Linked DNA regions of Mus musculus: region 2 is linked to region 1. A link is a contact called in public Hi-C data. All regions are on one chromosome and are shown on one strand. Each heading gives the region's core, a stretch centred on a gene start, on an enhancer-like site or on the middle of the called end of the contact. The rest is flanking DNA. Distances are from core to core; before and after follow the strand shown.

Evidence for each region. A called contact is a pair of places that touch in the nucleus more often than the background predicts.
Region 2: a contact with region 1 is called in a Hi-C map of B cells, with 5 read pairs. The contact joins the promoter of Ostc here to the promoter of Snhg8 in region 1.

Annotation. Positions count from the first base shown.
Region 1 is chr3:123,505,507-123,510,222 of GRCm38.p6, forward strand. Snhg8 (small nucleolar RNA host gene 8) reads right to left here and starts at 2,830. Exons shown (of 1, transcript NR_028574.1): 1 at 2,046-2,830. Snora24 (small nucleolar RNA, H/ACA box 24) reads right to left here and starts at 2,560; the gene lies at 2,431-2,560. Prss12 (protease, serine 12 neurotrypsin (motopsin)) reads left to right here. Exons shown (of 11, transcript NM_008939.2): 10 at 1-52; 11 at 714-1,096. The coding sequence ends at 1,021. It also overlaps the pseudogene Gm9369.
Region 2 is chr3:130,706,825-130,711,540 of GRCm38.p6, forward strand. It overlaps Ostc (oligosaccharyltransferase complex subunit (non-catalytic)), which reads right to left and starts at 2,620. Exons shown (of 4, transcript NM_025509.3): 1 at 2,413-2,620. The coding sequence starts at 2,551.

The DNA of each region.
Region 1 (4,716 bases), core at 1,580-4,079:
AGGCCACAGAAAACAGCCTCCAACTGTCACATAACAGGATGGGGAGACACAGGTAATTATAAAAACAAAGAAACAATCGAAGAAAACTTGACAGCATTTGGTCTGTTCATGTTAGGATGTGCAATGGTATGACCTTAGATCAGTGGTTCTCCATTGGTGGGTCACCTAAGACCATTGGGAAACACAGTTATAACAGTAGCAAAATTCGTTATGAGGTAACAATAAAAATAATTTTATGGTTGGGGGTCACCACCATGGGAGGAACTGTATTAAAGGATCGCAACATTAGGATTGAGAATCACGGCCTTAGGTGGGCTTAAGCTTAGATGCTTGAAGTCTGCCAAGTGTGAAATGTATACACACAGCCTACCTAGATTCACACCCTGGACTGTTGGTTTCCTACACTGTTGGTTCTAATTCCAAATTTTAGCACTAGCTGATGGAATTCAATTGCTAGGTGTACACTTATGTTTTTCCACAAATGACCTGACTAGATAAATGACACGTCATGTTTGTATGTGAAACTGTACGCAGTTTAATTCTGAAACATCCAATACTAGAGCCTTCTGCTACACAGCTAGCACCATAGCTACTTCTAAGTTAACAGCCATTTTGAAATGCCTTTGAAGGCATTATAAGACTACTAAACTGCTAAATGTGATCATTAGCTGAAATCCCATTGACTAACGCCAGCCTTCTTTTGGTCTGAGCAGGTCGTGCCTACTCAAGAACTCTACAACAAGCTGCTGTGCCTCTGTTACCCAAGAGGTTTTGTAAAGAGAGGTACAAGGGACTATTTACTGGGAGAATGCTCTGTGCTGGGAACCTCCAAGAAGACAACCGTGTGGACAGCTGCCAGGGAGACAGTGGAGGACCACTCATGTGTGAAAAGCCTGATGAGTCCTGGGTTGTGTATGGGGTGACTTCCTGGGGGTATGGATGTGGAGTCAAAGACACTCCTGGAGTTTATACCAGAGTCCCCGCCTTTGTACCTTGGATAAAAAGTGTCACCAGTCTGTAACTTATGGAAAGCTCAAGAAAATAGTAAAACAGTAACCATTCAGTCTTCATACTTGGCACCATGCCAGAAATGACAAGCCTGCGATTCCTTTGAATTTGAGAGAACCCAGTAGTTCAGGGGTACAGGTCTTATCCTTGCCTATTACAATTTTTATGTAAGGTGAAATTCTAGCAAATCTTAGTTTTAATTTTTAAATCTACAAAATTTGGGCTAGGAACCTTGATTAGGTGCCCACATTTAACCTTTTTGATCTTACCTACACTAAGACCAGCACATCATTTTCTTAAGTTCAAATCTTCACTATCAAAATCATTTCTCTAGAACAGTAGGCAGATGTCAAACTTGAATTCTGCCTTTTGAACCATGAAAAAGTACGCCATCTACTGGTACCTTCAAGTAAGTTCAGATCTCCTGAGACTAACCTGACAAATGTTTTAAAGAGGCTCTCCTTATGTACCAGAAAGCCTAACACATGAAATGGCAAGCAGTTAAGAGGCCATACAAATTACTGACCACTTGTGGAACCATGACCTTACAGCAGCCCTTTTTAAATAGGAATGAAGGCCCAGAGACATCTGGTGGGAATTTGGATCCCAATAATCTCTGTGCAGAGGAATCACCCCCTGGTTCCTAAGCTTCCCTAAATAAGGCCTATCATACTCTTGAGTGTGAGTCTCAGTACCTCAAATCCCAGACACAAAAGCCTCTAAGGTCACAAGTATCCCCTCAGCACCTGTCACAACACACCCCCTAGCTGGTGTTACATACTTGGCTTCTGGAGATTTGAAGTTGAATGGCACACACTAGAAGGCTTGGAGAGCAGCAAGCAAAAGATACTTTTCATTAAGGGCAACCGTCTGTGGCTTATTAATCACTCATGTTCCAAGCCAACATTTATCTTGCACCTTTGTAACAATCAAACCTATCTTCTTTGGAAGCCTAGTTAACCCAGTTATTTCCTGCGCAAATGTCTCCTGTATCGTTAACTCTTAATTCACACAACCTCCAGAAACAGGACACAGTCTTATTACACACCAAACATCTTTTATTTAATATAAAATATTCAATTTTCAAAAATTAAAAGCGAAGATTCCCTGTAAGTTGACCAGAGACGATCTCAACCACTACAGTACCTGCAAGAAAAAAAAAAAGGCCCATTACAGAATATCCGTGACTATACTACGGGCTGTTTACTTATGTTAATGTCAGCACAAGAGCAAACTTCACCCTAACAGTAAAGGCCCACTCACTACCCAGAACCGCGAAAACACCACAAAAATGAATCTTACCTTAACACTTCCTCCACTGTTCAACAGCAACGGGTCCCGGCGTTTCCTAGAAATATTTCAATACTAGTTTAGAAAACTGAAGTCCATTTTTCTAGCGTCGTGTAGACTCTTACAATCTTAGAATGTCACTTGCTCAAGTCAGAATCTGGTACCAATGAAATGGTGACAGCTTTGCCAATAACAAGAACATGCTCTTCCATGGCTAGGAAGGGAGACTGCCACAGGCGGCAGGTCCCAAAGATACATGGAGTTTCACAGCCCAAAAATCTAGTGTAACCCCAGAGGTGTCACTCACCATCCGACCCAGCGGTGGCGAACTTGCGTCACGCCGCCCAACACCGTATCGGCTTTACATGGTGGTCGTCGCGCTAACCTTCACGGCGCTCTTGCAGAGTTGATGGCTTTCGGCCAGCACCATAGCCACCTTGTGTCTCCCGCATCTCGGCCACTCACAAATAAGGCCCAAGATATCATCCCCACCATACAACTACATACTCGTAGGCGGATCGCAGCCAAAGAGACTTCTGAACGGTGCGCGCACGCTTTTATAGCCCGGGTGACGCTCTCCCAAGAGCCTGCGCGCGAGGGGCGGGGCTTTCCCGCCCATTCCGAGCTCTCCCGCGCCTCGTCACTTTGATTGGTGTACAGGCGGCCCGGATTCGATGCGTGCGTCACAGGAATGGGCGGGCTGTGGAGGTGGGCGGGGAAAAGCCGAGCTGAAACCACAGTTCTCGCGGTGTCAGAAGTCTCGTGGCTGAAGCTCTGGCGGTGCGCGCGTTTTCTCTTCTTGGCTGCGTTCTTCTCTGGGACCCAAAGTCTAAGGTCCCTTCGTTGCCGCCTCCCCCGGCATCACTTCCTATGGCGCCGGCCCTTTGTCCCCGAGAGCTGTTGGCGGCTCCTCTGCCCCCATCGGGGTTGATGGTTCCGCTTGCGCCCTTCCGCTTGCCCTTTTGATCTGATCTCACTTTTGCCCGACACAGCGCGCCGGAAGGTTTCTCGAACCGGGAGAACGGGAAGCCTGGGCAGTGCGAGCAGACCCGCCCGGCCCTCGGCTTTTCCGGGAGGAAGGCATATCTCACTCCCGCGTGCAGCCCGCTATGAGACAGAATAGAGGGCCTTTAGTGATGGAGTATGGAGATGACAGTTGTCGTCATGGAGAATGTTAGTTAGAAAGCTGTGATCATTACAGGCTGGGAAGGGTGCGGTTAGGGCAACACCGTGCAGGAGTCAGTAGGAACGAATTCATTGGAGACAATACTCGCATTTGAAGGACCTAGAGGGGTTCGTGAACCTCAGCTCGCTCACCCACTATCTCATTTTACTTAAAATAATCACTACTGAATTGAAAGAACTAGTTCATCATAAGGCTCAAGTAACCGCGGCGCGTTGCCCAAACATTTCATTTACATTCTGGATGGTCTTCTGAGGGTGTCCTTAAGAATGGTCTGTATTAGTCCTGAGCTGAGAAGTCCGAGATTAAGGGCCTTCCTTCTCTGGCCAGTAGATGGTAGCCTGCATCTTTCCGTGGGTTTTTCTTTTGTGCCTGTCTGCACCTGTCAGGTTTTTTATTTTACAAAATGTAGTTTTGTTTTTATGTTACTCTGCTGTTACACAGGGCATAACATTTTCATAAGGCTTTTTTGGGGACTACAGTCAATGATTAGCAAACAACTCTCTAAAGAACAATCACTGAACCAAATGGATACCCTCTCACATGTACACAAATTTGCATGGAAAAGTACTAACATTACTTTAAATTGCAATGCACTACATTTTCCATATCTTCGCAGTAATACAAAACACAGTCGCTTGTAGAACCGGTTCAGATTACTTAAATACCAAGTGTGCTGTCAGTCCTCTACTCACGTGTCTGGAAGTTACTCGTGTTTACATGAAATGAAGCTATTGATACTTTTCTACAGCAGTAACTGCACACCAGGAAGGAGGAGACAACACAAACCAAGGGATGGAGTTTCCCCAAAGCTGCAGTGTGAAAAGACTATATAAACAGTTGATCCCATACACACGAATGGGCTTTCTTGCTAGAGGAAATCCAAGTGGAATAAGGAATGGAGATGTAAAAAGGTCTTCTTGAGGGGAAGGGGGTTGGTGCCCTGGATGCCTTTAGTTTTCGGCCCCCTCTGCTGCATCACATTCTTCTGCACTGTCTGATGTCCATAATGTTAAGTTGTCTCTAAGCAACTGCATGATAAGGGTGCTGTCTTTGTAGGAGTCTTTGTTCAGTGTACCAAGCTCTGTGATAGCCTCATCAAAAGCCGTTTTAGCCAGTGTGTAGGCAAGCTCTGGATTATTAAGGATCACAGAGTAAAATACAGGAAGGTTAAGAGCCAGCCCCAGGCGGATTGGATGTGTAGGTTGCATCTCTTTCTTGCTTATATCAAATGC
Region 2 (4,716 bases), core at 1,370-3,869, 7.2 Mb after region 1:
GGTGGGCTTTGAGGTCTTAAATGTTCAAGCTACGCCCAGTGTAAAACAGACACACACAGTTGCCTTCTGCTGCCTGCTGATCAAGTTGTAGAATATTCAGCCCCTCCAGCACCATGTCTGCCTGGGCACTGCCATGTTTCCTGCCATGATGCTAATGGATTGAACCTTTGAAACTATAAGCCAGCCCCAGTTAAATGTTTTCTTTTATAAGAGTTGCCTTGGTCATGGTGTCTCTTTACAGCAATGTTTAGAATGACATCTAGACAACATTATCTCTCAAAGAGGTGCCAAGTTTACCAAAGAAACAGAGTAACAAGGCTCTGATGAACACTGAGGCTGCTCTACATCCTGCAGTATCAAATATGCAGCTAAGATTCCATTCTCTATGGAAAATACAGAGGCACATTGTCTCATTAGTATGTGAATTTGCTTTCAGCTTTAAAAAATACCACAACAGGGGCTGGAGAGAAGGTTCAGAGGTTAAGAGTATTAACTGCTCTTTCAGAGGTCCTAAGTTCAACTCCCAGAAACCACATGGTAGCTCTGAACCATCTATGATGAAATCTAGTGTCCCCTTCTGAGTGGCAGGCATGCATGCATATGTACATGTATACATGATAAGAAAAAACTAGCATAAATTGTGTATCTAGCAAATTGTTGTTGTAAAGTAAGCTTACTAGTTACTTTTACTAGTAAAAGTTTGACCTTATACCTATTACATATGCCTATTTACCCAAGGTTGTGCAAAAATCTGTCAGGAAAAATGGGGACACATAGGAGGAAAAATGCCAGAAGTGCTGGTCTAAGTGAACAAAACACCTCACTAGTCTCCTGGTCCACGTTGGTCCACACTTTTTTTTTTTTTCTTTTCTAGTATGACCCTTCTAACCATTCAAACTCAGACTAACAGATCATTTCTCCAGGAAACATACTGGAATTAAATCAATGCTTCTAAACTCTACTGTGTAGCAGAAAGCAATTGTGCGGTAGTTAGCATGTCTCCACTACCTTCTATGGAGGGCAGAGTCATTATATTTTCTTTGCTGTTATCCCAGCACTGAGTTAACAGAAAGTCAGTGTCGCCTGTCCTTCCCAGCAACATTGCTTAGGTACAGGTACACTCAGTTTTTAGAAAGCTGTCCATTAGAATTTTCAGCTCTCCCAGCACCACGTCTGCCTGCACACGACTGCCATGCTTCTCGCCATGCTGAGAAGAAGCCATTCCAGAAGCCAAACGGTAAATGTACAAAATGCGCCCTTCCATTTTGACCCAGTGGTTGGGGCAGCGAAATTCCCCCCAAACCCCATTCTAAAACCACCAAAACTGTGGCCCAATAGAAAGCTGAGGCTTCTCACAAAAACTGTCTCCAAAGGAAGCAAAAGTCAAGAAACAAGCTGGCAAGAATGAACACTAAGTTCTTAAAGCCCAAGGCATTAGGTGTCATATTCACGATTCACTGTGCTGAGCAAAAGTGAATGTTAACGCCACACACACCAGGTAATGTCTTTTTTTTTTTTTTTCTTAAACAACAACAACAATGTTTAAAGTGGCCTTTAGCATTTCCGTTAATGTGCACTCCGTAGAATGCCAACTCTACAGTTAAATACTGTCTTCTACCTCTTCAAATATGCCAAGTAGCCTCAGAAAGCAGTTAAGCAATAGCAATATGTCTACACACACCCTAAAAAAAGTTGAACCACTTTTGCTAACCAAAAATCTTTTTAATTTTCTGAATTAAGTAGTACACTACTTCCTAAATTCCTGAAGCCCAGTCCTGGATACATCCTGGAACTGTCGCTCCAAAGGGTGCTCTAGAGCCTGCAGACGGACTGCCAACTCACCAATAGGCAAAGCCACACCCCTCTGCATTTTCCACTTAAGGGATTTGGTGACAGATATCTAAAAAGCACTGCTTCCCTTCTATTTTCTGAGTCCCATTTTCTGCCCTCTGAGATACACCATCTTTTTGCAAGCCTCAATTCCAATCTCACGTATTTCTCAAAAAAACCGTGGCTTCGGTAAGTTCCCTTCTCATTCCTGTGATTTGACATAAAGCAATCCAAGCCCCTGGGGTCTGAACTAACAAACTCAAAGGTTATCAGATCTCTTCCACGATTTCAGGGTCCTCACGATTAGTTTAATAAAAGTCCCACACTCTCTCGACCAACCAAGGAAACACAGTGATTCAAAAATGATGTTCCCAAGACCCTGGTCAAACAATGCACAGCAAGAAATAACAACTAGCTGGACTTGACAATTATATCCAACTCAGCGCTCGAAGGAAAAAGCGGGCAGAGAGGAGACCATCTCTTTCCAGTGAAAGGCGTGAGCCTACGGGGCCCGGCTCGGGGGCCACGCGCCTCCGGAGCGAGCAGCCTGCGCGCCCACCCGACCCATCACGGCCGAGTTACCTCCGGTAATGAGGAAGTAAGATACCACTACCAGGGCGTACACCGTCATAGCCGACGGCATGTGCACCCAGGGCGGTTTCTTCAGCTTCAGGTTGGGGCATTCGAGCACTAAGAATGGGACTCGGTACAGAGTCTCCATGTCCCCGGCGGTAGGGCCAGCCCTCTGGCCTCCAGCCTCCCGCACCGCCCGGAAACACGCCCGCCTACTGCGCATGCGTAAGCCGAGGACCACAGGTCTGTAGAAGTCAGAAGGAGACAAGATATTCACTGTAGAAAGAAAGAAATTGCACTAACCTGATAAATAATATACATATTTAAAAATAAATAATAATGGTCGTTTTTAGGCTTGAGTGTGGGTTAGAAGCTTTTTTCTTACTGAGAGATCATTGTTTATTATATACCTTCCAGGACCTGCAAGGCGTCCTACGTGGCCAAGCCACAGAAGCGGAGAGATTAGCATCCCCACTGCCCCGCCCACTTGCTGACGCCACCTACTTGAGAGCTGATTGGCTGCTGGAAACTCTTAAGTTCATAGAGCTGGAGGATGAATGAAAGTTTAGATGTGTGCTCCCTTTTAGTATTGGAGGTCTCCCCTCGGGGCTTTAAAAAGCTCTAATTCGCTGAGCTTTTTCTTCATGCTGTATAGCGACGCTAATTGGCAGTAATTGCCAAAGTAGTATGGGCTTTATAAAAAATAATAATAATAAATGAATAAAACCCACACAGTCCATGTCAACCACAAACTGTGACAGAACAAATATTACTTTAAACCATTTTCAGTCACGCCTGAGTTAGTAAAAATCACCCAGGCCAAAAATCTTGAAGTCATTCTGGTTTCTCACCTTAATTACCTGCTTAGTAGGGCGCCGGCTTCAGCACCATAAATACTAAAATTGGAACGGAAAATCCTGCCACCTGGCTACTTCAGGTGTCTTCCTGCCAAGGTATCAAATGTAAATAAGAAAGGACTTTACTAGCTAGAGACAGTAATCCTGATCAATCAAGGAAATAACGGGCTATTATAAAACAGCAAGGAGGGGGGAAATGTTTTTGGAATACAGAAGCTCCGCTGCAGTGCCTCTTATCGTTCCCGTATCCTATGATAAAAAGCTTAAGCAACATAACAAGCCAATGGGGGTAGAAATGTTAGTGGCTTGGACCATTCAGATTTTAAAATTTGAGCCACAGCAGGAGTTAAGGAACTAAAATCATCTACTGTTAGTTTTACTATAAGCAACAGAAATATGAAGTGTGAACTGGCGATGAATATATTTTTTTTCAAAAACATACAATATGGATATCATGTCAAGCTGTGTCATACCATGCTTGTATTTCATTAACTCACAAAGCTGGAGTACCGCCGGGCAGTGGTGGCACACACCTTTAATCCCAGCACTTGGGAGGCAGAGGCAGACAGATTTCTGAGTTTGAGGACAGCCTGGTCTACAGAGTGAGTTCCAGGACAGCTGAGGCTATACAGAGAAACCCTGTCTCAAAAAACCATTAAAAAAATAAATAAATAAAAAGCTGGAGTAACATTGCCCAGATCCTTCTCACTGCATAATTATTTTGGTTTTCTTTTTTTTCTCTCTCTCTCTTTTTTAAAAAGGTGCCAGGATCAAAATTAGTGCTACAAATATGCTAGGCTGAGTTAAAACTCTGAAACGTTTTTAATTAGAAGAAACATCATTAGTTTTAAGAGACAGTATTTTTTTTAAACTACGGTCATTATTTCTAAAACTTTAAAATACTAAATTGAAAATGGGTAGATTAAATAAATATCTGGTGAAGCATCAATATAGTGAGATACTGGGGAACCAGCACATGTGATGCCAAAGAAGTTCATTTTTCCTGAAATGGAGAGATGCTCAGGGCAGGTCTGAAATGAAGAATAGCGGGAGTGAAAAAGAGGCCCGTGGAGAACTGACTCATTCATGTGTGCATTTTTCAGGCATCGTGCACTGACGAAAGTCTAAAGGAACATAAAAACAAACGTGTGTGTGATAAAACTGTAGACTATGCCTTTTCCAAAATACTACCAATTACATACGAACAACGTTTGTATGTAATATGCATGTTCAATATGTTATATTCTATGTTCGAAAAGTTTAAAGAGTTCCCAGTTATAACATGGCAGTTACTTTCTACCAAAGAATACAGTGCTGTGTTCTCCAAGGATTAGCTGGTTATAGTACAGTATAGTATAGTATAGTATAGTATAGGTTATATAGGTCTGCTTGTATCCAAGAGATGGTGGATATTTGTTATGATCAGAAACTCGATGTCATAAGTTCGGGGGCAATG